Regions from separate parts of the Mus musculus genome. Here all the other regions are linked to region 3. The links are chromatin contacts, called in public ChIA-PET, HiChIP or PLAC-seq and promoter capture Hi-C maps. All regions are on one chromosome and are shown on one strand. Each heading gives the region's core, a stretch centred on a gene start, on an enhancer-like site or on the middle of the called end of the contact. The rest is flanking DNA. Distances are from core to core; before and after follow the strand shown. Region 1 holds the start of Nhej1 (non-homologous end joining factor 1). Region 2 overlaps Wnt10a (wingless-type MMTV integration site family, member 10A). Region 3 holds the start of Arpc2 (actin related protein 2/3 complex, subunit 2). Region 4 holds the start of Cnppd1 (cyclin Pas1/PHO80 domain containing 1). Region 5 holds the start of Atg9a (autophagy related 9A). Region 6 holds the start of Wnt6 (wingless-type MMTV integration site family, member 6). Region 7 holds the start of Zfand2b (zinc finger, AN1 type domain 2B).

The links. Promoter capture Hi-C pulls out the DNA fragments that hold promoters and counts their contacts. ChIA-PET counts read pairs in DNA pulled down with a chosen protein or histone mark. HiChIP or PLAC-seq counts read pairs in DNA pulled down with a chosen protein or histone mark.
Region 1: a contact with region 3 is called in an H3K27ac HiChIP or PLAC-seq map of thymic regulatory T cells, with 4 times the contacts expected there. The contact joins the promoter of Nhej1 here to the promoter of Arpc2 in region 3. A contact is called at or near these places in 2 of 39 promoter capture datasets (neutrophils and pre-B cells) and 1 of 115 datasets of contacts at active chromatin or transcription factors (thymic regulatory T cells).
Region 2: an RNA polymerase II ChIA-PET map of memory CD8 T cells shows a contact between it and region 3, with 29 read pairs. The contact joins the enhancer-like site here to the promoter of Arpc2 in region 3. A contact is called at or near these places in 2 of 39 promoter capture datasets (the C10 cell line and pre-B cells), 2 of 484 Hi-C or Micro-C datasets (CD8 T cells and pre-B cells) and 4 of 115 datasets of contacts at active chromatin or transcription factors (memory CD8 T cells, microglia, pancreatic cancer cells and 1 more).
Region 4: a contact with region 3 is called in an RNA polymerase II ChIA-PET map of memory CD8 T cells, with 40 read pairs. The contact joins the promoter of Cnppd1 here to the promoter of Arpc2 in region 3. A contact is called at or near these places in 3 of 39 promoter capture datasets (liver, neutrophils and pre-B cells), 2 of 115 datasets of contacts at active chromatin or transcription factors (memory CD8 T cells and thymic regulatory T cells) and 3 of 9 other capture datasets (adipose tissue, liver and pancreatic islet).
Region 5: a promoter capture Hi-C map of pre-B cells shows a contact between it and region 3, with 4 times the contacts expected there. The contact joins the promoter of Atg9a here to the promoter of Arpc2 in region 3. A contact is called at or near these places in 3 of 39 promoter capture datasets (the C10 cell line, liver and pre-B cells), 2 of 484 Hi-C or Micro-C datasets (B cells and pre-B cells) and 5 of 115 datasets of contacts at active chromatin or transcription factors (effector CD8 T cells, large pre-B cells, memory CD8 T cells and 2 more).
Region 6: a FOXA1 HiChIP or PLAC-seq map of pancreatic cancer cells shows a contact between it and region 3. The contact joins the promoter of Wnt6 here to the promoter of Arpc2 in region 3. A contact is called at or near these places in 1 of 39 promoter capture datasets (pre-B cells) and 3 of 115 datasets of contacts at active chromatin or transcription factors (bone marrow-derived dendritic cells, pancreatic cancer cells and pro-B cells).
Region 7: a contact with region 3 is called in a promoter capture Hi-C map of pre-B cells, with 2.8 times the contacts expected there. The contact joins the promoter of Zfand2b here to the promoter of Arpc2 in region 3. A contact is called at or near these places in 4 of 39 promoter capture datasets (the C10 cell line, neutrophils, pre-B cells and 1 more), 1 of 115 datasets of contacts at active chromatin or transcription factors (memory CD8 T cells) and 1 of 9 other capture datasets (liver).

Annotation. Positions count from the first base shown.
Region 1 is chr1:75,123,949-75,127,006 of GRCm38.p6, reverse strand. It overlaps Nhej1 (non-homologous end joining factor 1), which reads left to right and starts at 1,781. Exons shown (of 9, transcript NM_029342.4): 1 at 1,781-1,871. It overlaps Slc23a3 (solute carrier family 23 (nucleobase transporters), member 3), which reads left to right. Exons shown (of 12, transcript NM_194333.3): 11 at 570-665; 12 at 989-1,466. The coding sequence ends at 1,278.
Region 2 is chr1:74,801,558-74,804,758 of GRCm38.p6, reverse strand. It overlaps Wnt10a (wingless-type MMTV integration site family, member 10A), which reads right to left. Exons shown (of 4, transcript NM_009518.2): 4 at 583-1,636. The coding sequence ends at 1,139. Among named protein-coding and RNA genes, the nearest start is that of Gm32099, 8.1 kb to the right of the region's middle. Within about 2 kb of position 1,503, at least 171 of the 459 cell types and tissues checked have an H3K27ac peak or open chromatin away from gene starts, as enhancers often do. A contact at or near this core is called in CD8 T cells, memory CD8 T cells, pre-B cells and 1 more, where this site is marked.
Region 3 is chr1:74,235,002-74,238,157 of GRCm38.p6, reverse strand. It overlaps Arpc2 (actin related protein 2/3 complex, subunit 2), which reads right to left and starts at 1,641. Exons shown (of 10, transcript NM_029711.2): 1 at 1,259-1,641. The coding sequence starts at 1,332.
Region 4 is chr1:75,141,405-75,144,565 of GRCm38.p6, reverse strand. It overlaps Cnppd1 (cyclin Pas1/PHO80 domain containing 1), which reads left to right and starts at 1,855. Exons shown (of 10, transcript NM_026977.3): 1 at 1,855-1,923; 2 at 2,006-2,508; 3 at 3,063-3,150. The coding sequence starts at 3,082. Retreg2 (reticulophagy regulator family member 2) reads right to left here and starts at 1,780. Exons shown (of 9, transcript NM_170755.2): 1 at 1,438-1,780; 2 at 1,091-1,197; 3 at 613-643; 4 at 127-262. The coding sequence starts at 1,703.
Region 5 is chr1:75,190,621-75,193,385 of GRCm38.p6, reverse strand. It overlaps Atg9a (autophagy related 9A), which reads left to right and starts at 1,376. Exons shown (of 16, transcript NM_001288612.1): 1 at 1,376-1,562; 2 at 2,506-2,563. It overlaps Ankzf1 (ankyrin repeat and zinc finger domain containing 1), which reads right to left and starts at 1,226. Exons shown (of 13, transcript NM_026187.5): 1 at 709-1,226. The coding sequence starts at 934.
Region 6 is chr1:74,770,430-74,773,396 of GRCm38.p6, reverse strand. It overlaps Wnt6 (wingless-type MMTV integration site family, member 6), which reads right to left and starts at 1,505. Exons shown (of 4, transcript NM_009526.3): 1 at 1,175-1,505. The coding sequence starts at 1,251.
Region 7 is chr1:75,167,317-75,170,514 of GRCm38.p6, reverse strand. It overlaps Zfand2b (zinc finger, AN1 type domain 2B), which reads right to left and starts at 1,869. Exons shown (of 10, transcript NM_001159905.1): 1 at 1,808-1,869; 2 at 1,609-1,684; 3 at 1,236-1,330; 4 at 884-1,015; 5 at 599-750; 6 at 56-148. The coding sequence starts at 1,663.

The sequences.
Region 1 (3,058 bases), core at 532-3,031, 890 kb before region 3:
ATGCTGAAAGCCTATTTATTTTATCTAGAGCCTATTTTATCTAGAGCAGTGGTTTTCAACTGGGGGGTGATTTTTGCTCCATGGGGAACATTTAGCAATGTCTGGAGATGCTTCTTGGATGTCATAAATGGGAAGAAAGAGTATTGTTATTGGGATTCAGTGTTTAGAGAGGTTATTAAACATTCTTTGATGCAGTGGACAGCTCCTTATAACCAAATTATCTGGTCCAAAGTGTTAGTAGGACTGAAACTGAGAGGCCCAGGGTAGAGCAGAGAAAGTCAGAAGTGGGAGAGACTAGGGCTTTGTAATGTCACACTTCCCAGAAGGGAGCTTGGGACAAAGGGTACCTGGAGGGAATGTGGGTGCTTAGAAAACATGGTGCTGAGAAAGGAATCTGGGCAGGGCCTGAGTGTGGGGAATGGAGTGTGTAGAGGGAAAAGGTAGATGGGATGGAATGGCAGCCTAGTGAGATGTGTCCCTGGTTTGAGATGCAGTTTACGTCTGAAAGGGAAGACTCATTGCCTGGGACAGTATCAGTTACCTTCCTGCCTGGCCCCAACCCTTTGTAGGCTGGAGCCCCCTGGATATGTTTCTTCGTTCTTTGCTGGCAGAACCCATTTTCTTAGCTGGTCTACTGGGCTTTCTCCTAGAAAACACTATATCTGGTAAGTTGAGACCAGGTCCCAGGGGAGTGGCTAGGTAGTCACTACTCCCTAGGTTGGGCAGGGCAGTGACCTTTACTTATTTTTCACTTAAAAAAAAAACCTTAATTTTCATTTTAAATTATGCATATGTGTGTATGTGTGTCTTTGGATATTTGCATTCATAAAATGTAGAGATCAGTGATGGTAGATCCTCCCAGACCTGGAGATTCGGGCAGTTGTGAGCCATCCGGCATGGGTGCTGGGACTTGGAACTTGGGTCCTCTGTAAGAGCAGTACCAGCTCCTAAGAGCTATCTCTCCATCCTGATCACCCCTCTTTTACAGGTACACGGGCTGAGAGAGGCTTAGGTCAGAGGCTGCCAACTTCTTTCACTGCCCAAGAAATTCAAATGCTTCAGCAATCCAGGAGGAAAGCTGCTCAAGAGTATGGGCTTCCTTTACCCATCAGAAACCTGTGTTCCTGCATCCCACAGCCTCTCCACTGCCTCTGTCCAATGCCTGAAGACTCTGGGGATGAAGGAGGATCCTCTAAAACAGGAGAGAGAGCCGACTTGTTGCCTAACTCTGGGGAATCGTACTCCACAGCTAGCAGAGAAGGGGTTAGGTCCCAGTAATCATCAAGACCACCATTTTTGTCTTAGTTTAGCAGTAACTGCCACCTTGCTGGAGTCTGTATACTTTGTCCCAGTGGAGGTGGATGTGGCCCACTTGCAAAATGGGCTGCCTTTCCTCCTCTTAAGACTTGAGCAGAGGCCATGGTTTAGCGGGTTGGAACTGAATAAATGAGATTTCTGCCTGTAAACTGTCAAGGCTTCTTGAATGAACTCTAGCATTCAAATATTTACTCTTTGCCATGAGCAAGGTCCTACATCCACGGATATGAATACGACAGGGTCCCTGCCCTCTCCCTGCATTTAAGATTTAAATAAGTAACTAAAATGTAAAGCAGATAAAAAAAAGATGAAGAGGCAAGAGAGAAGTAGTATTTCGTTTCAACTTAGGGCAACAGGAAAGGAATTAGGAAAGCAGCAGAGTTGCGAGTGGCGTTAACAAGTGAGGTTCGGGCCCCGCCCACCAGGGCCCTGGCTCCGCCCACACCCAAGACCCCGCCTTCCTGAGTGTGTTGTGTGTGGGGGGGTGGCCTCTCAGTTTGCGCACCAGGACAGGCCCGCCTTGAGGAGGGTGGGAGTTCCCGCAGCCGTTGACGGTAGGTGGGGTTGGTTTCGTGTCGGCGCCGAGATCTGGGTCTGTCCGGACGCCGAAAAGCAAAGATAAACTCGTGCAGTGGCCCCTGACCCGGGCGCTTTTTCCCAGAAGGGACCGCGCGCAGCCCGACTTTGGACCTCCCGGAGTGGGCGGACCTGCGCACGCGCAGTCCGTTTTCGGCCTCTGCCTTTTAGTGTGTCGTGTGAAGCCCCTCCTTAGCAGGCTTCGTGTTTGGCCCGCTGGGATGAATTAGTTTTGTTCCCCTTTGGGGCCCTGAGCCGTAACTGTGTGCAGCGGATGCTGTAAAAATGAGAGGCGGGCGACAAAGTTCTAGCGGGGGTTGGGGGGGCAGATGGACGCCTAGGGCGCTCGAGGGCGGGGCGTGTGACCTTTGGCGGCAGGGCCTAAGGTTTGCCCTCTTTGGTGGCACAGGGCGTGGGCTCGACAGATGGTCTGTAGGACCTTACTGCCCCCTGCAGGGTATTTTAGGAACTATCCCTGGGAGAGGAACCCGAGTGGTAGAATGTCGTGCAACTTCACAGTCTCTCCTTTAAAAGACAAATTAAACCCGCGAGGTTGGTTAACGTGATCATGGAAGACCAATTTGCGGAGTGTGGGGCGGGGAGTCAAACCCCAGAGGACTTAGATTCCTTCTCCCTCCATGCTGTGAACAGTCTCAGGCCCCAGTCCGTTCTACCACTTTGTTTTGTTTTGAAAGTCTCTTGCTATGTTGTCCAGGTTGGCTTCCAAATCAAGATCCTCCTGCCTCAGCCTCCTGTGTGCTAGGATTACAGGCATGCCCCATCATGCCTGACTCACTGAGTTATACTTACCTCAAGACCAGGCTGAGTGGTAGGAGCAGCCAGACTGGATGTTTAGACATTTTTATAGGGCCAGCTGTCCCTGGCCACATTAAAACAGCTTCCTCCCATTCAGACAAAACCATCGACTTGTGGGTTTTGACCTTCGGAACCAGTTAGGCCAATAAGCTCAATTTTGGTGAGTTTCAGAGTGCATGCCAGGATGTGCCTATAAGGGAAATTAGAGGGTTTGGCAACTTCATTTGTATGTCTAATCTTTCCCAGTGTAAACTCTTGCCCAGTGAAGACTCTTTAATCATTCTGAGACCAGTTTATCCTGTTGGAACAGCCCAGGATACAAATAACCATCTCCACACACAGCGTTTCA
Region 2 (3,201 bases), core at 254-2,753, 570 kb before region 3:
TCCTGGCTTGTGGCAAAGGGCTCAGGTACAAAGTGGGCGGTTAGAATTCTGGCACTGAGGACTCTGGATCTCTGGGTCCTTCTAGACATCCCTACTGCTGTCATCCAAGCTCAGGCCTCAGCTAGGTATTAGCCGTGGTCCCCATAACCATAACGTTCTTTCTGACTATCATCCTTTTGGCCAGACCCCCACTCGTGTGGGAACCAGAGCACAACTGGTGTCTGCTTAAGAGTCTCTGCAGATTCCTCTTTAATAAAACCCAGTTCTTATGGCTACCCCATCCTCTGGTCGCTCTGATCAGCCCTTGAGTTTTATACTCCAAACACAGAAGCTGCTCTGCTGATCCTTCAGCAAGTGTAGGTCTCTCTCCCCTCAGAGTTATGGGTCTGGAAAGCCCTTCCCCACCTCCCTATGGCTCTCTCTCACCCTGCAGGTCACAGCTTGTCTATCACAATTCAGAAGTCTTCCTGGCTGACAGTTTTAGCGGGAAGGGGGAAGGGCTCTATTTCCCACAAATCAAAGTATACAAGGGGTCCTGATTAATTTTCCCCATAACCCATAACATTGCCTGGAATAACCTTGTTTGTGTGTTTACTGGTTTATTGTCCATGTCCCTTAATCAGCCTGTAGACTCCGGAGCTTCTTTTTCCCCAGAGAGTGTCTCAAAGAGAGCGCAAAAATAAATATCTGTTAAGTGAAAGACAGGAGCAGAGGTCTGGAGCCCTTAGAGTCACTTCAGCCCGATGACGGCCATTTCTGCCTTTTAGTTTTCTTCCCCGGTGCCCATCAGCTTCAGTGCATTGCCTATCACTCCTGGGGAAGGGAAGAAGAGATGACAGGAGGTAGGCATGCCAGGCTGGGCTGCTTTGGTGACCTGTCCTAGGGTGTGGAACAGTCTCCACTATCACCCCCAGCTGTCTGAGCTAGGAACAGAAAGAGGGGAACCTACAGAGGTGAGCGGAGGAATGTCAATCAGATCTGGACTGTCTGGTGATTGTAGACCCTCGGGGCTGTAAGAGCCAACCACCTCTCTCAGGAGCCAAGGCTGCTGCTTGCTGCCTGGCTCAGATCCGCTAGCGGCAGAAGCCAGGCACCAAGAGGACAACCATTCTTGAGACCCAGAGGAGCTTGGGTCTGCTCACTTGCAGACGCTGACCCACTCGGTGATGCGGCATTCTTCGCAGACCACGAAGCAGCACCAGTGGAACCGGCAGTGGCAGCGCTCGCTGCGCGTCTGGCGCAGAATGTTGTGGCCGCGGCCACAGCACATGCTGCCGCAGCCATCGGGACCCGTGCTGCTCTTATTGCACAGGCGGCCCACAGTGCCTGCCGAGTCCAGGCGCGGCTCGCGCTCACAGAAGTCGGGAGATTTCTCAAAGTAGACCAGGTCGGAGTGGCTGGCCCTGCGGCGCAGCCCTGGAGTGCCCGGTGCTGGCGAGGGTGCTCCCGCGGGGCCGGGCTCCAGCTGGCCACCGTTGCGGTTGTGCGGCCGGATGAGCGTGGCGCGGTGGAAGCGGTTGCGCAGCAGCGCCCCTACTGTGCGGAACTCAGGCGTCACCTGCCAGCAGGTCTTGAGCTGGCAGCTGCCTGAGGTGCCGTGGCATTTGCACTTACGCCGCATGTTCTCCATCACCGCCTGCAGAGGGAGGCACGGAGAGAGATGAGGAAGGCATCCGGTGTTCCAGCCCTCCTCCGGCCACAGTGGCTGGAAATCGGCTCCCATTGTACAGAAGCAAACACCGAGGTCTGAAGCTGGGGCTCAGAACTTCTTCTGCAGCCCTCCCTTTTACCACTTCCTATCCGGCTAGGCCCCCGGGGGAATTCCCTCCTTCCAGCTCCTTTCTCCCTTGCAAGCCTTTCTAGCAACTAACTGCGTGGGGGCCCTTGGGCCTGGGGGCTCTTGCTTCCTGAGCCCTGAAGATCCCAAATCTTCGGGGAAACTCCCTCTCCTTTCCCTGGAGCGGGGAGGTGCCTTCTCCCCTACATCCCAACCCCAAAGACTTTGGCCTCCCTCCAGGCAGTGAGTGAGAAAGCCCACCACCACCATCCCCAGTTGTACCCAATGGGTCTTTGCAGGGAGTTGAAAAGGGGAAAGGACAGAAAGTCCTGTCCTATTATACCAACTGGAGCTTACTCTGTTCATACTGAGTGACAACAGGTGCCAAGGATTCCCCAAATGCAGACCAGAACCTAGACAGCCAAATTGTCACCCCTATGGGAGCAGATGAGTCCAAGGTCTCTAAGGGAAGCCTGCTTGCCACTCACCCAGTATTCAACTTGTTCTCCTCCCATAGAACCCCTTAGTGTTACCCTCACCAGGCACCCCCTCCCCAACTGGAATTTGTCCACTTTCTCCAACCACCCCCATCTACCCACCCCCATTTCAAAAGAAATGGAAAAACAAGGTTCTTAAGGAAGGCAAGGCTCTGGGGCCTCCAAACCTGGTTAAGAAGGTCATAAGTGAGAAAACTCACTGTGTTGGGTTTTAGGGGGCTGTACAGCCTGTATGTGTGGCCTGTGGTGTCAACACCACGTGGGAACCCCCCTACTCCATCACCCCACTCCAACTCCCCCCCCCACACACCAACAGCCCCAGAACATCTGCTTCCCACAGGCTGCAGCCATTAATTAACCAGTTTAACAAGGACAAGGAGGAGGCACTTTTGGTCTGGGCTGGGGTTGGTATCAGGAGCTTGGGAAAGGAGTCCTATGCACAGGACCTGACTGGGTGGGAGCTGGATAGGACCGGAGGCTAAACCCATGCTTCAATTCCCCCTCACTCTAAGTCAAGATGGGAATTGCTGAATCAGCTGCGGAGAACAAAGATGAGCTGGAGTGGACTAAGAGGCCAAAGGGGAAAGAGCATAGACGAGGAAGCCCAAGAACTGGGCTGAGCGGGCAGACAGGGGAGGATGAGAGGAGGAATGAGTGCCAACTGCCAGGAAAGTGCTGAAATACAGCTCCATTGGCTGGGGATGGAGCCTGCCTCTCTGCCAGTCATCCCAGTGCCTTGCTTTCCACATCTGAGCACATGGTTATTAGGCGTGTTGACATCATAGGTACGCATAAGTAGGCTGAGAGCTCAGGACAAATGCCTAAACAGTAAGGTTTGATAAATTCAACCAACTATAATCCCAGCACTCGGGAGGCAGAGGCAGGCGGATTTCTGAGTTCGAGGCCAGCCTGGTCTACAAAGTGAGC
Region 3 (3,156 bases), core at 392-2,891:
CACCAATTCAAGGAATGTCCCATTTTGTTTTGCAGGTAAAATCTGTAACCTTACAAAAGAGACGGAGCAGACAATGTATTCCGAGTAAGTAGTGGGTTCATGCTTTCGATGTCTGTGAACCACAAGTTCATTACAAATGCTTAGAATTAAAGGGGGAGAATGAATGAATTCCCCCTCTCCCAGTCCTCTTCCCTCTGTGGATCGGCAAGCACTTTCCTATTTCTAGTTCCTAGTTCACAGAAAACAGCCTGCACTTATTTCCTAACTGTGAAACCAAAATGTGAAGCCCCACCTTTACCAATGAGGAAATGAGGCAAAGGAATGGCCACAGGCCACCATAAATTAGAACCTAAAACCCAATTCCTCTGCTCAGGTTTTAAATATATTAGAGAGGCAACGCGGCTTTAAGGGAGGAGTTTGCTTTTTTGTGTATGACAGAGAGGGCTGGAAATACGTCCCATATATTAAGATGCTGATGTTATAAATGGTTATCTTAAGAACTTTATAGATTCTGGGAGCAGAAGCAGCTATTAACCCAGTCGGCATTACTACAGAAGAAATCAAAGACCGGGGTCTTTGATAAGAATTTAAGACACACAACCAATAAGTAAATAGAGCAAGCTTGTCTCGAGAGCTAAAGAGAGTGTGGATGGAGAACCGTTGGCTTTGCCTAAAGGATATATAACAAAATGGCTAGTTTCACAGTAGGTTAGAGATTTTTTTTACCCCCCTAGCAGCCTGGGTCTGCTTTCAGTCTTGCCTCCTGCTTTTCCTGGGGTCTCGAGAGATGGGGGTGGGGAAGCAGAATGCTGGTGGCGATCTGGGCCTACACGTTCTTCCCACCTCGCCCTGGGAATTCCTGAAAACTCCATTCAATCCAGCTTCCCCAAAAGGGTCTCTCTGGGTTCGGTACAATGACGGAAAAGACAGAGGGAAGTGCACCCCTCTCTTCCCCCCTGAGGACCGTAGGCTCTCGGGCGTGACTTCTGGCCTCGGCTGCCCTCACGTCCTACAGGTCTCCTGTTCTCTGGCACGCCTTGCCCCTGTCCTCTCGCTGCTTCCGCATCCCTATCTCAGCCTCTCCCCACGCATCTCAGGCCCTCGGCTCACCGCGCCCCGTGGCTTCCCACGTCCATCCTGCCAGGGAAACCCTGAAGCCGCGCCAGGTTCCCGATTTGTCCCCCTCTAGGGCTGGGGAGCTGGACGCCACCCGGGATTTAGCTGGGGTCAACTCGGCCTCCTCCCGGCGTGCGCTTACCCGGCGGCCGCGTTCTCGAACTTGAGCGCGAGCGTCTCCTCGATGATGCGGTTGTTCACCTCCAGCAGGATCATGGCGGCGGCTGCCCCGGGCAGGGGAAGGAGAAACAAGGGCGGTGAGGGTGGGCAATCGAGGGTAGGACGGAGGGAGCGGCCCCGCTGCCCCTGACGAGGGGGGCTGGGTGCGGTAGGTGAGGGGAGAAGGGGACGGGGAGCGGGGTGGGGAGAGGCGGACACACGCGCTGGCCCGGCACGCGCTGCCTGTAGCAGGCAGCCACCACCCGACCGACCTGGCCCCCGAAGCTTCAACCCGCCTGCCGAGCCGCCGCCGCCTCCGCCGCCGCCTTACTTGACGATCCCGGTCCCCGCCCAGCCCCCGGCTCCAGCCGGCCACTTCCGCTCTCACACCCACTTCCGCTCGCCGCCCGCACGCGCGGCCCCGCGGCGCCATTTCCGCTTCGACCTCGCGCGTGCACTCGCCCGCAAGCGCGTCCCGGTGAGGAGGCAGGCAGAGGGCATGCGTGCGCATGCGCCACACGCCGCCCCGCTCCTCCTGACCAGGAGAGTCCTACGCTCACCTGTCATTCCCCGTTGTCCGTACAATCCACCTGCCCCTTTCGCGAATATTCCAGAAGCCTGATTCCACCCTTCCGATATTATTTCAGAAGCCCCCTTAAGAAGCTTGTTTGGGGTGGGGGGGATCCCTTGCTTCCAACTTGTGGGTGCTTTTTGCTCATTCCGTGCTTAGGGCTACCCTGCAGCACCGTTGTGCCTATTCTTCGCCAGCGACTGTTTAGTGGCCATCTCTCCTTCCCAGGGATACAGTGATTAATGCAATAGATGAGGACTTGACCTTCTAAAGCTTATGGTCTGCTAAAAGAAACGCAATAAAAGCCCGGCGTGGTGGCGCACGCCTTTAATCCCAGCACTCAGGAGGCAGAGGCAAGCCTGGTCTACAAAGTGAGTTCCAGGACAGCCAGGGCTATACAGAGAAACCCTGTCTCGAAAAACCAAAACCAAAAAAAAAAAAAAAACAAAAACAAAAAACCAACAACAACAAAAACGCAATAAATTCCACGTTGTTATTGGGCAATAAAGGAAAGGAATCCAGATGGGCCTTAGGGATTCCTGTCATACCTTTATTTCTTTGCTTAAGTGCCGCCACCGCCACCTGTCCTTTCAGCTTGGGTACCATGTTTCCACTTTTTTCTCTTCCAGGAACAATTTTAATTAAGCCTCTTCTCCATGCAATAAAAAAAAAAATTTTGTTTGATATTGATCAGAGGACACCTTTTGGTAGTCAGTTCCCTTCTCTCTCCAACACATGGATCCTGAGAATTGAACTCAGGTCATCGGGCTTAACAACAGGCACAACTTGCTGAGCCACGCCCTGGCCCTGTTTGTCCAGATTTTTGAAAGAGGGACTTGCTCTGTAGCTCTGGCTAGCCTTGAACATGTATTGGTGTCTCCAAGTTCTGGGATTCTCAGTTCACACCAATATGCCTTTCTTACTTCATTTCAGTTGTCTCTAAAAAAATCTTTTTTGCTGCTTGTGGTGAGGCATACTTTTAATCCTAGCACTCGGGAGGTGGAGACAGGCAGATTTCTGTGTGTTCCAGGCCAGTCTGTTCTACACAGCAAGTTCCAAGCAAGCCAGAACTGCATGGTGAGACCTTGTCTCTTGTCTCAAAGCAAATGAACAAATATGGAATTCTAAGATTTATTATTATAGGGAGAGTACATGTGCATCGTGGTTGTTGAGTGGAGGCTGGAGGACAGCTTTTGGACATTGGTTATCTTCTTCCACTGTGGAATCCTGGGATGAAAGTCAGGTCATCAGCCTTGCCTAGCAAGTACTTTACCTGCTGAGCCATCTCTCAAACCCCAAAGCACAAATGT
Region 4 (3,161 bases), core at 606-3,105, 910 kb before region 3:
CACCAGGGGAGAAACTATTCATGTGGTGGAAAAAAATGGGAACCAGTTGAGGAAATTTACAACAGTCACTGCACGCGTCACTCTCTCCCAGCCCGACTCCTGCAACCATTTCAGGATGGGGTTTACCTGAGCTGGATTCTGCCTCTTGTACTGCAACAGCTCTTGCAGGTGAATCTGGAAGGTGAGCCAGCTCTCAGCCAGGTATCTGCACAACTCGGGCACACTCAGCAGGTGCGGCTGGGCGCCTGACCCCGCACCCTCACTGGGGAGACATGACATGACCCCTGGAGGCCTCAGAAACCAGCTAAGACACTCAAGTCACTTTGAGACTGCTGATGAGATCTCACTCTGGAGGCCCCACCTCCCCCAAAGGAAGGCATCCTCATCCTGGGATGTAAATTCCCAGGGTACTCAACCCTCTACCTCCACGGGAGAAGGAACACAGCGTTTGCATACAAAGAAGCCTAGAGCCAGGCATACTTTTGCTTGCTGTAAGTCCCTTCATTACACTGGGCCTATGCCTGCACAAGCCACAGCCCTGCTCCTCTTTGAGCTGAGCACAGCAAGCAGACCACATTTGGGCATCTTCTTTAAAAGGTGGCCTATACTCACCTGTCAGAGTGTGGTTCTTCAGGGGGTGGTGCTATGGAGAAAAGGGTGTGGGGTAAGTTAAGAATACAAGAAGCACTTAGAGACAGATCCAAAGTCAGAAAGAGCTGCCTCTCTTTAACATTCTTGGTCTCAATTTTTCAGTAATCCCTCTGTCTCTCGCTTCCAGGCCTGAACCACTATGTGAAGTCCAGAGCATTCCCTTTACCCACCAACTACAAGGTGTACGATATGCTGTTTCTGAACCCAGCTTTAAATGCTATATAGTTTTGACTACTAAACTCACAAGAACATTAATTTTGGAAAAGAAACAATTCTCATTTCAGGCAATTTTCTTAAAAAAAAAAAAAAAAAAAAAAAAAACGATGGAAGGGCATACAGGATGCCTTAGGAGATAAATGGCCTTCCTGTGCCTCCCCTCAAGTAGCAGGGTGATGCACGGAGCAGGTGCATACAGTGCATGTGGAATGAAGAAACTCACCTGAAACGTCAGGGAGAAAGCGAGGATGCCAGAGATCCAGTAGAAAATAGGTCAAAAGTGAGATGCTGAGCAGGAAGAAGGGCCGGAGGGACGACGAAGACAACAACCTTAGGGAGACAGGCATCTCAGTTGAGGCTCCCAAATCCATCGAAAATCACAGAAAGACCCATGGATGGGGAGATGGCCCTCTAAGCCTCACCCAGTCACTAAGAGACTAAAAAATGGGGCCACCTGGTGCAGGATCACCGCCCCAGACGCTGACAGCCCTCCAAGGGAGGGAGCACCCGGTCCTCCCGCCCCCGCTCTCCCGCGCAGCCCGGCCCCGCCCCCTCCTCCGTGGCCGTTACCAGAAGAGGCCGTTGAGTGTGGCCGCCGTGACCAGGCTGTGCAGCGGCTTCTCCCAAACCAGCAGTCGCTGTGCGGCCGCCAGCACCGCCTCCCAGCCGCGGAGCCGCAGCCACAGGGACGTAGCTAAACGTCCCACTGCCTCGGCTGCGGCCGCCTCCTCCTCCGCGTCGCCAGTGGCCTCACCCATGCCGAGGCTCAGCCCCAGGCCCAGGCCCAGCCCCGAGGTGCCACCCGCGCCGGTGTTACCGCCACCGCTGCTCGCCATCACCGCGCCGCAGCCGCTGCCCGAGCCCGCGAGGAGCCAGGGCTGCGCGGCCGCCGCCGGGGGCGCGTCAGACGGAAGGGGGCGCACGCACGGGCGAGCAAAAAAACCTGCGGTCAAGCGTCACGTGATGAAGCGCGATGCCACGTGACGTGCCCTAACAGCCCGGATGGGACGCCCGCGCGTGCGCGTTGGCCGCTGTCGTGATCCTGCACCCACGAAGGTGTGCTTCCAGGGTGCTGGAGGGGTGATCCGGGGCGGGCGTTGAGGCTGCGAGGCCTGAGGTCTTCTCCCGGTGTTTACAGGGCGGCTGGAGACCTCTTTGTCGCGTGAGGCACTGCCCAGAGGCAGTGAGTGGGCTTTCAGGCCCCCAGGATCTTGACTACAATCTGCTTGGGATCGGGAAGGGCGGTGCCATCCCCATTACTCAACCCTCTTCGCCTCCAGTCCCCTCCCCTCAGCGGATAAACAAACACCAGCGCGTGACTTTAATGACTTCAAAGCAGCTTCACCAACTTCGAAAAGTTGTTTCTTCCTTCTTGGAGCGTCGGCCCTCTCTCTTCCCAAAATCTCTCAGCCGCAAATTGTGTGGAAGGAGTGTTTGGAAATAAAACATCCAGGCGCTGTTTGCTTTGGGGAGACCTGTTTAACATCGTACATTGAGGCTTTATATCTTTTGAGATCATTTAATTGCTGGAGTAACCATACAGAATACAGTATGTATTCGAGTGTTACAGTTTCAAACTTCTAAGGGGCATAAAGATTCAACAGATTCCCTCCCACCTTGTTCACAGTTCTCCCACCTACGGTAAGTTTCTTGTTCATCTTTCCTGGGCATTGCTGATTGAGTGCGTCTTCCCTAAAACCCAGGAAACAACTCGCCGCGTTGCCTTTGTGTTAGGCTCGTTACTATCTGTACCACGACTACAAAGCCTGGTCAGCGCGTTCACCCTTGGTGTGTCGCGGTCCCCTGGGAACCGTATTACAATTGCCCCCGGTGCTCATAGCTCCGGAGACCCGGAGCTCTCAGGTTGGGCAAGGCAGGAGGCACTTCCTGCCGGGCGCGCAGACTCGTCGGTGACACTCACTCCCGCAGCTTATAAACGCCTAGCGAACGCGGCACGGGCTGAGAACACTGCTGGCCCTCGTACCTCCTGGTTCGCCTGGTGAGCGCCGCGCCTGTCGTCGGGCGCCGGGAGGCCCAGTCGCACGCGGAACAGGAAGAGGCGTCCCACGGCCGCCTGCGAGAAGGGAGGAGGCTGCGCGCAGTCGGGCGGTGGCCCTTTCGGGAGAGGTGGGCCAACGGGTGAGCACGGCTCTGGGGTCACTTACGATTCCTTCCCTTTCCCTCCACCTTCGCAGGGTGGCGGCTGACAGTGCGATGGACCTGACTGGGCTCCTGCTGGACGAAGAAGGCGCCTTCTCCCTCACCGGTTTCCAAGACTTCATGGTGAGAGGTCC
Region 5 (2,765 bases), core at 127-2,626, 960 kb before region 3:
AAAACAAGTCCAGGAATGGTCTTTATCACATCTTGATACCTAACCAAAACCTAGGAAAGGTGTACATCACAGTGTCTGAAAGGTCCCTTTAGCCCCCTTCCTAGTAAGCCCTAAAATACTTCTGCCGCACTGGGGATGGAATCCAGACCTGTACACTGTACAGTCTAGGTTTTTCTTAAAGTCCCACGTCTCCTTCTTGCCTCAGATTCCTAAGTGCTAGGGTTACAGGTGGGTATTAACAACTCCCAGATTAAATTTATTTTTAACCATATAAAACCAGTTCCTAAATGGATGTTCACATCTTATAACTCCCAGTTGCAGTGGACAACCTAAAAAAGTGCAAGAAAACACAGCCGAAGACAAACTAGTGTAGAAAATCAGTAAATTATTCTATATTTAGCAAAAGGGAATATATCTGACTGGAGTCTACTTCGATTTGAAATAGACCTAGGAAAGGTGTTTTAAAAGCAGTGGTATTAATGTAACGAGATATAAACAATAGCTAGAAACCTTTATGGTGACAATTTATGGGCCAGCCCTGTATAAACAACCCAAGGCTGAAATATATTGAGGAAAGAAAAAGCCGACCAACATAAAGTCAGTGTGGATTCCTAAATTGGGAAATCACGATGTAAGTCTTCCGTGTTAATAGACTTCACGGAACCCTGTGACGTTCCTCATAGGTCCACCCCAAAGCAACCCGGATACCTGGACAGGAAGTACGCGGCGCCCAGGCCAGAGCCTCCCCAGGAGCTTGGCTCACCAGGCTCAGGCCCCGAATGAGTGGAGCTTCCCCGTTGAGGGACAACAGGGAAACGGAGGCAGGGGCTGAGGCTGCACTTGGAGCTGGCGACGTGGCTGAAGAAGAAACGGAGGGCAGAAACAACTCTCCAGAACGAGATCCTACTGCCGCATCGCCAGCCGGTTTGGCCATCCCCACGCAGAAATGCCCTTCAGCCTTTACCCGCTCCCACAAATCAGTTCTGCGGTAAATACGTGAGGATCTTCAGGAGTGAAATGGAGAGCACCAAGACCCAATTCGAGTCCAGGAGTTACCAGTCAGAGTCTACCCAACGGAACTACTAGCACCGACACCAAGCCTCGTCACTCGACCCTCCCTCAGAAGCCTCCCCTAATGTCCCGAGAGCCGAGCCACACGCAAGACCACGTTCGAAAACTGGATTTCTGCAACACCACAACAATTCGGCGGCTACGGAGAGGCGAAGGGGACACACTGCCGCGCCCGTAGCCCAGCCCCTCATCACGTAGAGCACACTATTGGTCTTCTGCTCTCCAAGACCCGCCTTCAGCCTTCCGTCCTGCCCCCTGGGCTAAGAATTGGCCACCATGTCTCCACCCACTTTTTTCATTGGCCAGACTGGCTGCGGGTGACAGTGAATGACAGACGGAGGGCCTAGAGCTCCGGGTCTGGCAGAGCCCAGCAGAACAGACCCGGCTTCTGGAATCCCCTGGATCCCGGTTCCTGCGGTGACACGCGAGGCTGGTAACTGGAATCTCCAGACCCAGGCCCAAGCTGGCCAGGGATGCCCACTGAGCCCCAAGTGAGCTTGTAATGCGTAACGGGGGCAGGGGAGCGGCGGGCGGGCCGGGGGCGCGCAGCTAGAATGTTTTGATAGAGGGCGCGCGCGGCCAGGGGAGCGCGCGTGCGCCGGGGCCGCGCGCCGGGTTGTCCGCTGTTGGGAGCCTAGCCCCCGGCCTGGGGCCGGGCGACCCTGGGGCGCCCTGTGCTCAGGTCTAGGTGGCTGGGATTGGGGAGGCATCCCAGCCCACCAGGGATTTCAGCTGTAGATCTGGCTCGACCCCTCCACCATCCACAGACACCCCTGGGCACAGGCCCTTCCTGGGGAGATCCATGGGCCCTGGGTCTACACTGACCAGGTGAGTGTGTTTCCAGAGGCACACACCTCTTATTATTAACCAAGGGACTCCCTCTGGGACCAGGTCGGACCAAGATCCACCATCCCCAGAGTCTTTACTGATTGGGAGTATACCATACCACCTTGACCCCACCTGGCACTAGGCACCCAGGGAACCCACTTATTCAAGCGGGATCCGGAGTCTACATGGACTGGAAAATTCTGATCCAAAAGCCATGCCTGCCTACGTCTCTGATGCTAGGGAAGCAGAAGGGATTGTCCAGAAAAATCTTGAGAAGACTCCCATTCGGGGTTTTCTGGACCCCGAAAAGCATGTCTGATTTCTAAAGTTGAGGTAGACCAGAGGTAAAACAGTCCCAAAGGGCTGTTTGGATTCGGACCTGTACTGACTCACTCTGCACTGGGTCAGAGAGTTTAGTTACTCCCTGGTATCCTCAAAGTAGATGAATGGTTCTACATAGAACAACAGGGGACATCTGACACAACTGGCAAAGTGTCTCTTCCCCATCTCTCTGCCCTCCTTAGTGGGGGCTTGGACCGGTGGGAGGGTTGGATTTTTTTCTGTCCCAACTCTCCATTCTTTGAAGCCTGACACCTTTTCCTCCAGCAGCTGTCCAACCAGGGCACCCAGGACTGACGTGTAGCAGAAACTGTCCATGGAGCTGGTAGGACCATGTGCTTATCTTAAACCTTTGTTTACAAAAACATGCTTTCAAACTGTTAGTCTCTAGAGAGACCAGGGTTTCCAGGAGGGGCAGGGGAGGAAACTTTCTCTTCATTGGACAGAAAATGAAACAACTCACCCCATACCAGAGGGGCAGATTCTGGCATAGTAGCTAAGCCAGCAAAAGGTTCTGGGATTCAGGA
Region 6 (2,967 bases), core at 256-2,755, 540 kb before region 3:
GCTTCCTGTGTGGGCATAGTACTCAATCTCTGTTGAAGAGAGGGATGGGCCTGCCCCACCCCTGGGTCCAAAGCCGCGAAGGCGGGTGAGAGGGCTGAGAGGGTAGAAATTCAGCCAATGGCGGGGCTATATGCAAATGTAGAAGTCCTTGCTTTCTTAGGGTTGGCTAATCTATCAGCACTCTTGCCCAAATCCCTCCTCCTCCTCTCTGAACACTGAACTATTCCGGGCGGGTGTTTGTGGCTCTAAAAAACTAAGAGGAAAAAAGTCTTGAAGATTTGGATCTGAGTTGTCCTGGCGCCCCCCACCCCCGCTGCCCCTCCTCTGTCCTTCCCCTCAAGGCTCAAAGCTTTGGAAACCCTCGAAGTCTAGGTGTCTGCTCTGGCTAAATCCCAGAGTTCGGATCTGAGAATTTACCCCATCTCTCGGCTGGCCAGGCTCCTACTGGCTTCATCAGATCGCTCTCAAGAGTTCCTACACCTCCTCCGCTACACATTAAAAAAAAAAAAAAAATTCCTTACTTCCCAGTTCTGGAAGAGAGGGCCTCCGGGATCTCCCCTCTGTCTTTCTTACTCGCTATGGGAAAAGCAGAGAAGTCAGAGTCCTGACTCAGTTTCCCCATTTGCATTCCCTATTCCTGTACTACTGCCAATGCTGAAGGGGCCAGCAATGGTGAGGTGGTAGGCAATGAGGCGCGGGCAAGAGGCAGCCGTTTGACTCTCTCTGTCTTAGAGCTTTCCACCTTGTTCCTGTCTGTTCCCCAAATCTAGCTCGAGGGCCCTTCTCGCCCGTCCCCACCCCTCCTCACCCCGTTCTCACCCAATCTCTCACTATGGATTTCATGATGTCCAACAGCTCTTCCCTACCTATCTGCCAACTCCTTGATGATGCGAATTGGACACATTTCTTTGGGGGAAGGAAGACTATACGGGAAGAAAACACAATAGAGTATCCAGGGGTACAGAACGTCAAAGTGGCACTTCAGAAGTGCTCGGGCAGAGACCCGAAAGGAACTGTCTGCGAGGGTCCCGGTGCAACCTCCCGATAGCTGGGATCCTGGAGCGGGTAGAGCCTGAAGGCAGCAGGATCGCTGTGCCAAGTCCCAAGACTGGCTCTGGGTCCCCACCCTCTGGTGTTTGGAGCTGCGCGGGAGACAGTCCCACTCAGCACTCACCACCACAGTCCATCGACGTGCGCGGGGCACAAGAGCAGCAGCAGCAGTCCGAGGCGGGAGGGCACCGGCGGCAGCATCCTGAGAGCTCTACCGCAGTCTGGCCGGGGAGGCGGCTGGGGGTGGGGAGTGAAGCTGCGGGGTGAGCCGGGGCGCGCGGGCACCGGGCTTCAGGGCAAACGCGGCGACCGAGGCGGCGGCCCGGAGACTAGGGCTCCGGCGGCGGTGGCGGCGGGGGGGCCCATCCCGGGCGAGGAGGGCGCGGCGGAGGCGGAGAGCGGACCCAGCAGCCAGCGCCTGTGTCTCCTGCGGAGCTCGCTGGAGAGAAGAAATCAGAGCCGGGGGCGGGGGTGGGAGGGGAGCGGGGCCGAAGCGTGGGCGGGGGAGGGGGACAGGGGGGCCACGGGGGTGGCAGTTGCGACAGTCAGGCGGCGGGACTCTTGGGAGGGAGCCGTGCGCCCCGGGGCGGCGGGCGCAGAGCGCAGCGGAGGGCGGGTGCTGGGGCGGGGCCGCGCGCTCACGGGTGCGGGTCCCGCCCGCCTGCCCCTCTCCTAGCCTCTGCGGGGTTGTCCCCTGCCATCCCTGGACCTGGGGCATGGAGGGGCGGGATGAATAGTCGAGAAGGGTAAGGGGGGGAGGGAGGAAGAACTGGGGAAGGGGGACTGGCTGGGAGACGTTTGACAGGTTTGTTGACTGTAAAGAGAGAAAACTTCCCAGGAATGAGGGAGTTTGGGGGGAGGGAACAGTACGTAGGGATATACAGATGGGGGCCAGGGAGGAAGTCGGCCGGGGGCGCAGGATGCTCGGTAGAAGGCTGTCCAACTGGATCGCCAGCCCAACGAACTTAGGAGGCGTTACCAACTCCCGCGTCTTTTGCCCCTTCTTCAGCCTCTGTCCCAGCAAGGGAACGAGCCCGAGGCCTGGGTTCTAGCTCCCTAGCCTTGCAGCCGCAGCCAGCCGATGTTGGGGGCGGACAGTGTGGGGGAGATAAGACAGCAAGTGGAACCTCTCCAGGGCCTGCGCTCCAGTATTCGCTACTCATAAACGTGGCGGAGGGCCGAGGTTGCTGACTTCCAAGAGAAGAGGGGTCAGCGCTGGCTGTGGTCAGGTCTCACTTGTCCGCGGGTTCCTGGAGCCTCAAGTTCCTCCCCCAACTTGGCCAGGGCAGAAGGGGTGGGAGAGCCAGCTGCAGGTGAGATGGCGTTTATCTGATTCTCTAATGCCACAAAAATGTCTTTGATGCCCCTGACCCCCTCCCCACGGGGGGAGATCAAAGGCCTCGTGGGGAGGAGGGACAGCTCCATTCATCAAGCCAAGCGGCTGGCAGCGGGCGGCAGCCTCTGCTGCTCTGGCCTGGGGCAGAGGCCCCCCGACGTGCCCCAGGAGTGCAGAGGGACAGGTGGTGCGGACATTCCGAAGCAGGAGCCAATTTCCCCGCCACCGCTATCTAGAGGGCCCATCAACCTTAAACAGGGGACCTTAAGCCCACGTGGCAGAAATTTCACACCAGAGGGGAAAGTTCCTTGTCGTTTGGGGTGGGGAGGAATTTAGAAGTGGAAACGGAGAACAGTGCCAAGATAGACAAACACCGCTGGTGAGCAAAGAGGAGGGCCGGTCCAGAGAGTCGTCCAGAGAGTGGGGCAAATGGGCAAAGATGAGACTGGGGGACCAGAAAGAAGGCAGGAGAAGGCCACAGATGCCTACATCAGGAGGGGGAGCAGATCTGAGGAAAGAAGATGAATAGCAGGGAGAAGGGATGGAAAAACCGGAGCCTAGACACAAACAAATAAGGCCTT
Region 7 (3,198 bases), core at 620-3,119, 930 kb before region 3:
GTGGTCAGAAGTGTGAAGGGGTTAAAATGGGGAGAGGAGAAATGGGTAGGCCTACCTGCTTGGGGAGGATGATGAAGGCAAGGTCCGGCTTGGACTGGGGGCGGTGCTTGTAGAAGCCAGACCTTGTGCTCTAGAAATAGCAGCAAGCCTGAAGGGAAGAAAAGAAAACCATTCTAATAAATCTTCCAGCACAGGCTTTGGGTGTCAGGAGGGTAGTCAGTAATTTCAGCTACCTGGAAAGTTCAGACTGAAAAACTGAAAATTGTACAGGGCACAGTGAGTTCAATGACAGCCGGGGCAACTTTGTGGACTCTTGTCTCCAAGGAATAAAGGGAGCTGGAAGTAATGTATGCTGTAATTTCAGCACTGGAGGGTCTGAGGCAGGAGGACTGCCACAAGTTTGAAGCCAGCCTGGGCTAAGAAGTGAAACCTCTCAAAACAACAAAAGGGCCAAGGCAGTACCTCAGGGGCAGAGTGCTTGCTTGCCTAGTTTCAGTCCACAGCACTGCAAGCAAAATGGAGCAAAAAGCATAAAGACTGCCTTGGTCAAGGAAGACATGGCTGAAGCAAAGCAAGTTGGCTATTTGGTGGTAATTACCCTGCCCTGCTGGTCTGATGACCTTCCCCAGAGCATTCATGGTCCAGGGGATGACGGTGCTTGATGCAGAAGTTTCGGCCACAGCGATCACAAGTCAGTTTCATCATCTCCCGCTGCCGGCAGCCAGAACGTTCACACTTATTGGTGAAGATCTGAGATGAAACAGGGTTTGTTATTTAGGAAACTCATCTTCTCCTCTGGCCCCCATGGAGCTAGCCTTTTGGGTTTGCAGATGTCCGTATACTACGCTGGGTTGTCTCACTAACCCCTCCATTATTTATTTACCTTGCGTTTTTGCTGTGCTGGGTCAGAACGACAGTCTCTGTCAATGTGCTCTCCCACAGCACGGTCAGGAGGCTCTCCTCTGGCCACCGGCACAGGCACATTACAGAGAGGGCACACAGGTACCTGGATATCCTATAGTCAAGGGTCAGGAGTCAGTATGAGAGCCAAGCAATCTCTTAAAGAACCCGGATATACCACTCACAAATACACAAAAAACAAAGTTACCCAGTGCTGGGCTTAGAAACACAATAACTAAGAGGGGAAAACATAAAATAGACAGATCCTGAAAGCATCTGCACCCGCTCTCCTCTCCATACACCAACCCCTGCCACCCTCACGATCGCCCCCTCACCTTTTGGTAAGCTGATCCACAGTGATGCTGGGCGTAGGCCACATGGTCTGCGCAGAAGATGCCCGAGCAGGCATCGCACTTGAGTGGCAAAAAATCTACAGAGAATGGGTCAGATTGCGGGTTCAAAGGAAACTTAGATGTCCTTTCCTCTTGCGCAAAGCTGCTACTCAGGTAGGAAAAACTCTGCCCTATTTGCAACACACTGTACCTCTTTCACAGTACACGATCAATTTGGCCACGCCCCTAGTCTCCGCCCACAACTTCGAGCCCCGCCCTCCTGGCCTTTCCAGCTCCAGTGCTCACCCTCCTGGCCCTACCTGCAGTCCCCAGCCCCAGCCGTCCGGCCCCGCCTCCCGCGTGCTCCGCCCCTCACCCAAGCGCTGACAGCTCGGCTCGGAACAGTGAGCCCCGAGGTCCGGAAACTCCATCGCCTGGCCGTGCGGGGCCTGCTGCGGGGAAGAAACGAGAGCTGAGCGTGCCAAGGACTCCCGCTCCGGGCCCCGTCCGCAACACAGCAACTCCGGGGGGCTCCCCGCCCCGCCCCTTCCTCTCCCCCGCCCAGCACAGGTTACCGAAGCCTGAGCGTCCGCCGGCCCGCAGCCCCTACTCCTCCTCCCGAGGGCTCGCGCGCTCTGACGTCATCACGTTGGGCGGGTCCATCCCGGGCAACAGTAGATTGCAGGCGGAGAGTCCCAGAAGAGTTGAGCCACGCCCGGGAGCGGGTGTAAAGCTTAGAAGAGTTTTTTCAGAACCAACCAGTGAAGGCAAAGATGGACGTGTCGGTGGACAAGGGTGGTTTGGAAGCAGTTCGGCCTTTAGCCTGCTCACTTCGTCACTACCTTACTTTTCTCTAGCCATTTCTCCAGACCGAGGCTACCTCTTTTCTGTGAGGAGTTACAGTGTTTCTCAGTGGTGCAGATTCCTCTCCAGGTTTTAGTGTTGATGTTCACCCTCTAAGACATCCCTAGCCCTTGTCGGTATGATCTGAGCACACCTGCTCTGTCTTCTCCTCCCCTCCATCCCAGTTTACACGTCACCTCATTGAAATCAGCTGTTCACCAACCTGGCACAGTGTCTCAAGCCTTTACTCCCAACACTCAGAAAGCAGATGCAGGTGAATCTTTGTGAGTTCGACATCAGCATGGTCTACATATCGAATTCTAGGACAGCCAAGACTACATAGAGACACCCAGGCTCGGGGGTGAGGGAGGGAGGGAGAGAGAGAGAGAGAGAGGCATCGGCCACACAAAGGGGACTACCTGGTGAAAAGAGACATCCATAGTGAAAGGAGAGAAGACGAAAAACCCAAGAGAACTGCACACCCTTCCCTTCAATGATAAAATTAAAATATATCAAAGAGTCAAGGATCAGCTCTACCTGTTTCATACTGGGCCCTGCCTGGCACATAATACCTAAAGTACAACAGTCTCAGGTGAAACTCACTACATAGCTATTTTAAACAGATGCCTGGGTCCTAGGACTTCTGACTCAGAGGGGAGCTCCAGAAGGAATGGTAACACATTTCTAGTATGTCTCAACTTGAAAAACACTAGCCTAGCACATTCTCAGGGGTTCTGGAATGTTTTTTGAAGAGTGGCAGTCATTAAACTGGTGTACACCTTTAGGAACCACAGACTGAGACCTTCCTGGCTCAGCACATTTTGCTTCTCACACAGCTTCTCCTACTTGGAATTGGTAGTCACTCTACCTTCCCGTAGGTCTAGACGTGGAAACAAGTAATCAGGTGAAGTAAACAAACAAACAAACAAAAAACCAGTTTCTGCCTCTCAACTTTCCCCTCCTCTTCCTTTGATTTTCACTCTAAGACCGGTAGAAATTAAGACAGTCTTTCCTGGCTACCTCAGGCAGAAGCCCTGTTCTCAGCTCTAACTGTACCCAAACACCTTGACTTGGGTCATCTGCCGACTTACATGCCTGCCACACTCATGTGCTTGTTGGTTGT